Linked DNA regions of Hordeum vulgare: region 2 is linked to region 1. A link is a contact called in public Hi-C data. All regions are on one chromosome and are shown on one strand. Each heading gives the region's core, a stretch centred on a gene start, on an enhancer-like site or on the middle of the called end of the contact. The rest is flanking DNA. Distances are from core to core; before and after follow the strand shown. Region 1 has its middle 46 kb from the start of LOC123417357. Region 2 has its middle 16 kb from the start of LOC123422133.

Region 1 (5,501 bases), core at 1,576-4,075:
TCGGCAACGGCGACGGGAGAAGCTCCTCGATGGATTCTGCGATCGGAGCTAGCTATCTAGCTAGCTTCTGGATGAATTCCGCGACGGAGAAGCTAGCTAGCGAGTTCCTGGATGGATTCTGCGTCGGGCGCTTCGTATGAGCCGTCCTAAATGCCGCGTCTTTGTATTTGGTTGCTCCGAGCATTTTTTTGTCGGTTTTATAGAAGCGAATTTAGCTGAGCATGAACACAGGTGAGAGGAAAAAAAGATAAGAGAGAAAAAATAAACGGATATTTAATTTTACAATTTAAATTTAAGAGGTCTTTTCTTGCGAAGAGCACATGCCCCTCAAATGTCCCCTGTATATCTGGCGGACGCTCCAGTCGGTGGCCAAGTATAAGACGTGACCTAGCCGGACTCCTCCAACCTTATTCTATACGTTCGACCTCACCGATACCTGGCTGGATATGAGAATGCTCGGTTGCATTCGGACGCCTTGTTCACGTCGGACTTACATGTCGGACACACACAAATACCCATCGAACCAAGGGTCTGGTAAAAACGCCGCACCGTCGTGCCGTCCGAGGAACCAAATCCGGCAATATAAGTGGGCGGTGACACCTTACCCTAGTCATTCCCACTTTCACCCTTCCCCCTCCCCTCCGCCGCCATTGTTCAATCCGCTCGTTGCTCGCCATCAGTCGAAACCATGGCCCGCGAGCGGATGATGATTTATGCCATGCTCACCCTTGAGCGTCGGTTGAAGCTCTTAGCAGAGATCCAGGTTCGTCGTGTCGCTCGTATTGCAGCAAGCCTACTTCCAGACTCCGCGAAGGAGAATTGGGCAGCATCCGCCGGACTCGAACATGTAGGACTCAGGAGGAAGAGGAAGAAGGCGAGGCAGATCCAATCAAACTATCTAGGATAGCCATTAGCTATTCGCTCCAGCTTGCCACCATCCTGAACATCCTCCAAAACGATGTCTTTTTCCATAACCATGTCAGGTGTAATAACAAAGAAACAGGTGTCCCGGTCGGTACTTGGGTGCACCGTATACTGGACGTCGTCATCATTTCCCTTCAAATGATGCAAACAACTGAATGAAATTACTGCAGGAGGGCACGTAACTCTGGCGAGAAGAAGATTGAGTGATGTGGAAGCCGTCGGATTCCCCGCAGCTTCCTCGGCGATCCTGTATCACAGTCCTGGTACTTGCAAGATCGCCATCGATGCCGGTCACCATTGTCACGGAAGTGAACGAATTGCGGGAGTCGCTGTCATCTCGTCCAGAATCTTTCCATGCTTGGCGAACACACAGAGGCACGCAGCTAGTTGACCTCTGTTTTATCATCAGTGGGCTGATTGGTTCGCTTTCGCGGTCTGTTCCTTTTATGTTTGTGTGTGGGCTTAGCTATGACCTCGTCGCTACTCATCTATTTTTAAATACAAGTCTTTTTAAAAATTTAACTACGGATTACATATAAATTACGAACGTACATAGACATATTTTAAAATATATTTTTTTATGTAATTCATAGTAAAAGTTTTAAAAAATTATATTAAAGAACGAAGGGAGTAGATAGCATGGCATCGGCTGGTGCGTGGTGATGGACGCGTCCGTCCAGCCGCACACCTTGCCGTTCCTTCATTCCTTCAGTTTCAAACGCAACTGTGCTAAACATGGTCACAATAAGAAGTGGTACGCTAGTAGAGAGAGTAAGATAAGGATATATACAATCATGTTATCTTAGAAGTGACAGATAGGATAAATATTAAGATGAAAGAAAGAAAAATTATAAGAAAAGACTTGTCTTTCTTATTTAAGAGATTATCTCTTAACATGATATGTCTCGGTTAATCCTATGTCTCATCATGTTTTTAGAAACGACTTCTTATTGTTGATAATGCTAAGAGATAATCTATTATAGGCATCATCTCTAAATTACATGCAAACTTTAAGATAAGATTGTTTTGTCAACCATTATACATGTCTTGATGCAAATCACACGCGGCCCACTCTTGTAATTTCCTCATCTCGAAAGCTTCCACGTACCGAGTCCAAGATACTGAAGAAAGCAGGTGTGACGACGTTGGCCGCCACTACGTCCCTAGCTCTATCTCTCTCCCTCTGTTCTTGAAAGCCTCCGACCTGCCGGTACACCTACGCCCACGGAGACACACACACGAAGACACAACAACTGTTTCGTCGAAATGGGTCCGGGGCATCCGCTCGACGTCGAGTTGGGGGCCGGCGGTCGCCATCGTCCGTTGTTCCGTTTCCGAGACGTCAAAAAGCATCAAAATGGACAAAATTGATCTTTTTCTAAAACTTCAACACAAAATGACCCCAGTTTAAAAATATTTACAAATCGATCTCTTTTTACATGACGCCTAGGGCTAGGGGACGCCATGATGCCGACATGTAGCATGGCGCTCCGGGCTCGAGCGTCATGCTATCTAGCATGGCTGGCGCCGCAGCACCGGGGTGATGCAAAAGGACCGGATTCTGATTATTTTTTTAAGATTGAGGTCATTTTATGTTCAAGTTTAAAAAAAAGGACCAGTTTCGTTCTTTTTCAGTCGAAAAGCGGTGGTGGCGCTGCTGGGTCTTCAGATAGATAGATCGGGTTCATTTAACGGCGGCGCTCTCGATCAGTTCCGTCGGGCCCGGCCGGCCGGCGTCCCTTTCGCCGTATGGATATCCGCCTATCCACACAGCACAAATCAATGGCTCTGTCGACATTGGGGGCGTCGCGCTCGATCTCTCGGTCGAGTGATTCACCGGAACCTGCCACGAAGGCCGGCTGGGGTGTCGAACTGGGTGGCCTGGCGCGCTCGTGCTAGATCGATCAGCCTGCCCGCGCCATCTCTACAGGTCACCTTGTCTACGTATGCTCCCCCCACGCTGGAGCCTGGAGCCTGCGGTGTTGGGTCGATCTCGATCTCGTCTGCAGCCTGCACGTCCACACGACAGGTGAGCTTGTTTACGCCCATCGCGAGTTCCTACCGCACCGAACGAATTTTTATTTTTTTACTCCACCCAAGGTCTTCAATTTCGGAAACAAAATAATTTTGGACCACGCTGAAATATGCGAAATCTCATAGCGATTTTCGGAAATCATTTCGGATTTTGAGATTTCAAAGTTGACTTGATTTTAACGAATTCAAATGTTATTTAAATTAATTTTTAAATCGGTTTGGATGTGCCTCAAAATTTTGGGGTTCAAAATATTTTGAACCCCGCTAAAATATGCAAAATTTCGAAAATTTCATTGAAATTTTTAATTCTGACTCAACCTACCTGGTTGGTGGTGAGGGAGTAAGTAGTTAACAGAGAAATTACCGTCGATTGCCAACTACCGTCACTTTGATCAACTTTTTTATCTTGCTCTGACCGTGGATATATCGGTACCAATTGTAGGAAGTAAGTCCATCTTTGATGTTTTTGCATCCGAGCTCAAATGAGCTTGGATGAATAGTAAATTCGAACAATTTTGTAAAAATGTTTTAAAAAATCTGAATTTTTTTTGGGCAAACTTTAACAAATGTTCTAAGTGCCCACAAAGTTTCATCATAAAATCACATTTTTGAATGTCATGGCAAAAAAAACCAAAATCGAAACTCTAAAAATGCTGCTTTCGAAAGCATTTTAGAGCACTAATTATTACTCCCTCGGTCCCAAAATAAGTGCCATTGATCTAATATAAAATTTATACTAACTTAGTACAAATTTTACGACACTTATTTTGGGACGGAGGGAGTATTATTTTTGCCATGACTTTAAAAAATGATTTGGTACTGAAATTTTGAAAACTATTAGAACATTTGTCAAAGTTTCCAAACTGTTCACCCGAGCTCATTTGAGCTCGAGTGTAGAAGAGCACTTTCCATCTTTGACCCATCTCTTACAATTTAGGCCATGGTTGGAACCATTCAGATTATATAATCTAATTTTTATAATCTATTATGTCTTCAAACATAATGGATTATGATGTAGATTATAAAAACTAGATGGACAGATTATTAAAAACTCACAATCTACTCTACCTAGCTAAAATCAGATTATGGATTTCTAATGACCCATTACCCTTGTAAAATTCGAGATAATTACATTCTTACCACCGCCATCCTCCTCTTTTTTAAATAAACAAAGGGCAGACAGGTCATTATGCAATGTAAAACCTCGATTACAGTTTATATAATCTGGCCTCCAAACATGTTTATGAATATAGAACCACAATAGATTATGATAATCCAGATTATGAATATAGATTAGATAATCTGGTTTATAAAAATAATCTAGGTGAACATGTTTGGAGATCAGATTATATAAACTGTAATCCAGGTTTTACATTGCATAATGACCTGTCTGCCCTCTGTTTTTTTTAAATAGGAGGGTGGCGGTGGTAGGAATGTAATTATTCCAATTTTACAAGGGTAATGGGTCATTAGCAATCCATAATTTGATTTTAGCTGGTATAGAGTAGATTATGAGTTTTTAATAATCTATACATCTAGTTTTTATAATCTACATCATAAGCTGTCCTGTTTGAAGACATAATAGATTATAAAAACTGAATTATATAATCTGGGTGGTTTCAAACAGGGCCTTAGTGGAGCAAACGGCCTCCTATCCTTTAACTTCTTATATATTTCCTCCTTTAAAAAATACAGTTTCTACTTGCTCTATTAAAATTACTGTCTAATTTTTTAACATAAATTCATTTATTGTTTGTCATCAAGGTATACTTCACTACCCAATTATTTCATTAAACTATATCTTCGTCCCATATTTCACCGGTTCTTTGATAAGAGAACTTATCCAAAGAAAACTACAAACATTAAGCATTTGAATATATTTTGAAGGTCACTCATTTGAATGTAAACATGACTTCATCAACTGCTCCTACTAATCCAATCAAAACTTTCTCCCTCTCTTCATTTTCTATGTTGTTGTTTTTTCTCTGTTGGTACGACACACTTGCGCCACCACGTCAATAGGAGATCAAAGCTTTCAAAATAGTACTCTCTCTGTAAACTAATATAAGAGTGTTTAGATTACTAAAGTAATGTTCTAAATACTTTTATATTAGTTTACGGAGGGAGTACCAAGTATATTAGCACAAGTGAGCAGGGGAATTAGTCGATACTCAATCAAGTTCAACTTGCTATTATCCACGCCAAACGTTGTTTATAAAAAGCTCACTTACTTAGCTTAAGAAAAACTCACCTAATTAAAATAAGAACCGATGGGTCGAGCACGTGAGGATTCAGAAGGGGCCGGGAAGCCCCGTCTTTTAACGTAGTTGCAATAAAGATCCTGTAGTTAGTGGCAACTCTGTTTTGTACGTACTATATATACATCGCTATCATGAATGGCTGAATTGTTCCTGATAACGAAAGCAAACACGATCCATACGCATGCATGCGTTCATCCCCAACACGACCGCATGCATGCTAGCTCGTCGAATGGATCTGTTCAAATCACTGCAGCCATAGTACTAGTCCCTCCGTTCCTAAAT
Region 2 (5,501 bases), core at 1,178-3,677, 140 kb before region 1:
AGACCATCGATAACCGGACACTTCGTACATGTCGTCCAGTTAATGATTCAGTTATAAAATATCGATCCTTTCAAACTGATCTTAAAGCAACTTCAACCGTTTGATCCAAATGGACGGTCATTTCATTCGTTTTTTGTCCGTTTAGATCTGCGTCGACGCATGGCCCAACGCTGACTCAATTCATTTTTTACCGACGTGCGAAAAAATATATAAAGTTTTTGTGAAAAATAATAAACAGACATAATTAAACATTATAAGTCGGCCATGAAGGCTCGCGAGAGTCCATGCTTACGCATTACATTAATTAAAAAATAAAAAATAAAACTACGAGGTAGCCTTAGGCGTCATCGTCGTCGTCATCGGGCTGGTGAGGTCGACCAACGTAGGGTTTGGTCGCCGACGAGGTGATGAGATGGGGACTGGTGGGTTCTGGAAGCAGATGAGACGGACCCATCGCACGGCCGAATTTAAAAAGGCCGACCATGTCCGTTGACGGGTGGGCCCGAGAAGGGCAGCCGTCTTTAATAATGTTGACCGGTGGTGGTTGGGGCGGACACAGAGAGGGCGCGCGCGTCCGGACCGACGCATTTCAGTTCCAAGTTTGGGACGGAAATGGGTCGGCGCAGACACGAAGCGGACGCGTTATGGCAATGGGTCGGTGCGTTAGGCCATCCATTTTGTCTGTGTGGCCGCAAAATTATGGAAATGGGTCGCCTCATTGGAGTTGCTTTTATATGCAGCTTAAATATAGGACGGATATGATGACGCTCGGTCGTGTCCGGGCACGTCCGCCACGTTGGTATGACGATTGGGCTTCACGCGGACTCGCCCGGAAACCTGATGGTCCGACGTGGCGCCGCTTCGGCTCGCCGCCCAAGGCCATAGCCGGCTATTTAAGCCGGTCAACATCTCCAGCCCTAGCACATCCACCCCGTTCCTCCCTCGGCCGTCATCCGAGCCCGCCCGCCTCCTCTCCCCCGTTCTCCTCCGCTCTTCAACGTCAGTATGGTCCATCGTAGGATCATCACGTACGCTATGCTCACGTCGGAGCGTCGGATGCTGACTGAGGCGGAGATCCAGGCTCGACACGTCGCCCGCATCGCTGTGGTTCTGCCTCTGGACTCGCCAAAGCCAGATAAGGAGTGGATATAAGGAGGCGGAGGAGAGGGAGGAGAAGGAGCTGCCAGAGGCGATGGAGGACGAGGCGGACCAGCCTGCTCCAAACGTGAACATGACAGACGCGGAGGCGGAGTTCGCCGCCACACAAGCATAGAAGATGGCGGAGCAGTAGGCCATCCTGAAGGCCAACTACAAGCTCATCCGGTAGGCAGGCGGAGGCTGACACCTTCTTTGACAAGCTCGACACGGAGATATCGATGAAGGAGGCCGCATTGGAGCAGCCGAAGATGTCGGAAGGGGCGGAGCTGCGGTTGTGAGCCATGTACCCATCGGAGGACACGAAAATCGTCGAAATCTCTGACGAGGAGTCGTAGTTAGGTTTGTACGTAGTACGTAGTTTTTTCAGTTTGCATGTTTTAGTTAAATTTTAAAATCAAGTATGAAATGTTCGGATACACAGGGCCGGCTCTATTTGTTGCGGGGCCCTAGGGCAAAGTTGAAAAATAGGTCCCTATAAATAATGAATATGTACACATATATAGATACAGATGCGCAAAATATTAAAGTTTACATCTAACCACACATTCTTATTTAGAGACGTCTATAAATAATTGATAAACCCTTATGTTATGTCATATCACGACAAAAGGAATAAAAGAGTAGCAAAATATAACAACTAATATTCCTGCTAGTTTGGTTATCTTAAATAAGAATCAAGTCCTTATGAGTTCATCGACAATAATACTTCAGTTCTTTTGTCCTTTTTTGAGTCACTTTTCGTGGACAACTTCGGACCCGTCCCTACACGTTTCAGGGTCATCTTTTGCTATTCATGATGATAGATGCTCTAAGAATGGCGTGCCACTAATTTCAGAAAAAGAAAAAAGAATGGCGTGGCAGTTGTGTTGCTATCGTGACCAACTTTTCTAGTTTAGCTCGCACGGTTGCGTTGCGTCTGAAGGGCGAAACGGCATGGCGTGCGTCCGGACGGACGGACGTGACGCGCGCCCATCACCGCCCACCCGCCGTGCACCAGCCGATGCCGTCGGCATCGAAGCTCCCGCCGAGACGCCGAATCGAGCAGCAGCAAGTGAGGAGGGGCGTAGCAGCAGAAAAAGGAAGGAAATGAGCCGCGAAAGCGAACCTAGCTTTAGCTGACCACTGATAATAAAACAGAGGTCAGCGACCTGCGTGTGTGATCGCCAAACATAAATAGAAAGATTCGGGCCGGGACAGCACAGCAGGGACTCTCGGAATTCGTCCGGTACCGTGACGCGACGGGCGTAGATGGCGGGATCGATCCTTCAAACAAAACTGTAAAAGATCGCCGAGGAAGCTGCGGCGAATCTGACGGCGGTGTCGAGATCTACCTATCTTTCTCTTTGCCATCGTTACGTGGCCTCGTGTTCATTCACTCATTTGAACTGGTATTGGATACGAAATGAAAGTGACGTCCGGTATTGTCGCAGGGAAAAAGTGACGTCCGATATACGGTGCACCTGACCTAAGTACCGACCGGGACACCTCTTTCTTTCTTTATTATTCCATCCGTTTCAAATGAATTGTCTTAAGTTTGTCTAGAAATGAATGTATCTAAATATTAAAATGTGATTAGTTATATTTTTATCTAGACAAATTTAAAACAAAATTTTTGGAACGAAGGAGGATTATTACACCTAGCTGCTGCTTCACTCGAATGATTTAATAGTAGTTGGTTTGCGCTTCACCTTGCGGCGGCGACGTTAGTGAGCAGTGAGCAGTTTGGCGCTCCTGCCTACGTGTCGCGGCAGCGTCAGCTCAGTTGAGTGCAGGTGCAAATGTTTGGTTGTGTGGCAAGCGCTCGTCTTACGCCAAGGAAGCCAATAGTATTTGGTTCCTGGACAGCTCTTTATTTTTTGTCCGGATGCGTCCATGAACACTGGTCTGGCGCTTTTTATTTTTTGTCCTTCGCATCTGTATTTTTATATCCGAATCTTTATATTCATACAAACACATACAACACTACGTAGAACAAGAAGGAGCGAAACGAATGCACCTTCAGGAACAAGAAGGCGCAAGTTCAAGACATAAAGGAAAAAATCAACAAAACACTTAGGTTGTGGCGCGAGGCAGGCGCAGTTTTATTGGAGCACCCCTTTGGGGAGCCACCATGAGAGATACCTAGTTACCTCCTTTTTTATATTTCTTCTTCTTACATCCTTGATCCATTGATCTCCCCCCTTTTTATGTGTTTCTTCACCATGTGCTTTCTGCTATTTTAATACAAGCCAGCCATCGCTGGATCTTAAAAAAAACGCTACGTAGAACAAAAAATCAACATCATTCATCGAATCAAATTGCTTTGCCGGATAAAAGGATCATAGTTTATCGAAGTTCATCGGCAAATTCATACTAGAAACTACTTAAGCACAATTAAAATATGAACAAAACGGGGAAGGACGGAGAAAATCACCATTTCCTCGCCGCCTCCTTCCCCTTCTGGTCGTTCACGCAGTTGCGTCCATCCTCCGTGTAGACATCGACGTGCGGGGGAGAGTCGTCGTCATCGGGTCGGAGGTGGAGGCGTCGCTGTCGTCGTCCTCGTCCTCGTCGGAGTTGCAACACATGCTGGACAACCTGTGTAGTAGGCGGATCCGCTCCTAGACGTGGCGGGCCTCTTTCACCTTCGTCGCCGCCTCTTTCGCTGCCTCGCGCTCCGATAACTGGATGGCCAGTCGGAGCGTGTCCGCACTCTTGCGGCGGAGGCGACGTGCATCCGACTCCGCGTAAGCGAGCGGCTAAGGACACCCGCGAGGAGCGCGTCCTCGGGGTCGACCGACGCATGCAAGGTCGAACACCGCACGGCCAGCGCCTTCCCCTCTCCCTCGTCCGCTGCCGCTCGCGATGGGCTGCACAGACCTTGGACTCCGGCCTCCTCGTGCGCCCCGTCCCCGACGTGGGCACGAGGGACCCAACGGTTGACGGGCATCGCTTCTGGAGCAGAAGGTGGTGGAGTTGGGCGGCGTACGAGACCTGGAGCAGACCGACCGGAGTGGGAGCGACCGAAGCTGCGCGCTTCGCGGGGAGGGCCTACAACGTCGCCGACGCTTCATCAGCGTGCGAAGGACCTGGAGGATTCAGATACACCGCCGTCGGCACTCCGTTGGCGTGCGACTGGCCCGAAGGATGCAGATCCATCGCCGTCGGAGCCGCCTTGGTCCTACAGCGACCGACGCAACGTGATGCGGAGGTCCACCTCCTCCACATCGACGTTCGATCCGTCGGTGTTGCTTCCGTCGCCGACCATTGAATTAGAGAGTGGGAAGGGGAAGTAGAGTGGACGGAGAGTGAATTTCCTAATGTCTAGGGTTTTCCTGATTCGGGTATTTAGTGGGGTCCATGATGGGCCGTGCTGACATGGCGTTGAGGTCGGTAGTGGGCCAGGCAGTCAGGCGGGCCTGCCTGGGCATGCCTAGGCTCCACCATATCCACACCATATTTGTGCTGGATATGAGGGTGCCGGTCAACCCACTCGTTTCACGCCCATTTAGGGAGTCCGCCTGAATTGATTTTTCGTGACCGGACAGTGACCGGGCGGTCTGCCCGGACGTATGAGACGAATATAAAAGATCCAGTTGTAGATGCTCTTTTAACTGTGGTTTTGAGTCTTTCCTTCCATCGAGCGGGCGAGCCAGTTTGGCTTAGCCTGTGTCGGCAAGGCTAGCCTCTCCCGACAAGGCGAACGGGCAAGGGAACAAAACAGACCCCACCCTTTCTGGCTTAGGAATTTGCGGTGCCGATGGAGGCCATGCTCTTAACAAAAGGTTTTGTTGTTGTTCTCTACGCATGTTAGGCCGTAATAACACAAATGAAGAAAAAAGATAACGCTCACACATGTGGGCGTTTGTATCTTGCCCACATGCATGGATTAGCGTTCGTTTTTGGTTGCATCAATCTTGGCAAGTTTTGTCAGATTTTATATGCCACATAGCACTGGGCTGGTGCGTGGACATTTAATCACTTCGCCCTCACGCCCGTTTCTGTATGAGCAGGAATCTTTATTGATTTTTGGCTTAATTTTTTTATCTCCTAATTAAAAAATCTAATTAAAAATTTTCGTTTTCATCATTAAATCCGTCTTGATGAGATCTTCAAAACTAAATCCCATGTTGATATGTTTCGGTGAAATTTTTTTGGACAACAGTTGTCATAATGTTACACTGTAGTTACCATAGTGTTTACATTACAATTGTCATGACTTGTTCTATCTATTTTTTCTTCTAGATTTAAAGCTAGCGTTATATTTTCAACTATTTTTACGGCAATTTTTATCAGTTGACCATGGTAATTTTTAGTAATTAATCACGACAAATTTAATGCCTGGATCATGGCAATTTTTAGTA

What was found. Hi-C and Micro-C count contacts between places; a contact is called where the count stands out from the background.
Region 2: a contact with region 1 is called in a Hi-C map of leaf, with 2.8 times the contacts expected there. The contact joins two enhancer-like sites. A contact is called at or near these places in 3 of 6 Hi-C or Micro-C datasets (leaf and seedling).

What each region holds. Positions count from the first base shown.
Region 1 is chr1H:487,223,180-487,228,680 of MorexV3_pseudomolecules_assembly, reverse strand. No RefSeq gene overlaps it. Among protein-coding and RNA genes, the nearest start is that of LOC123417357, 46 kb to the left of the region's middle. Within about 2 kb of position 2,825, at least 3 of the 3 cell types and tissues checked have open chromatin away from gene starts, as enhancers often do. A contact at or near this core is called in leaf, where this site is marked.
Region 2 is chr1H:487,365,652-487,371,152 of MorexV3_pseudomolecules_assembly, reverse strand. No RefSeq gene overlaps it. Among protein-coding and RNA genes, the nearest start is that of LOC123422133, 16 kb to the left of the region's middle. Within about 2 kb of position 2,427, at least 2 of the 3 cell types and tissues checked have open chromatin away from gene starts, as enhancers often do. A contact at or near this core is called in leaf, where this site is marked.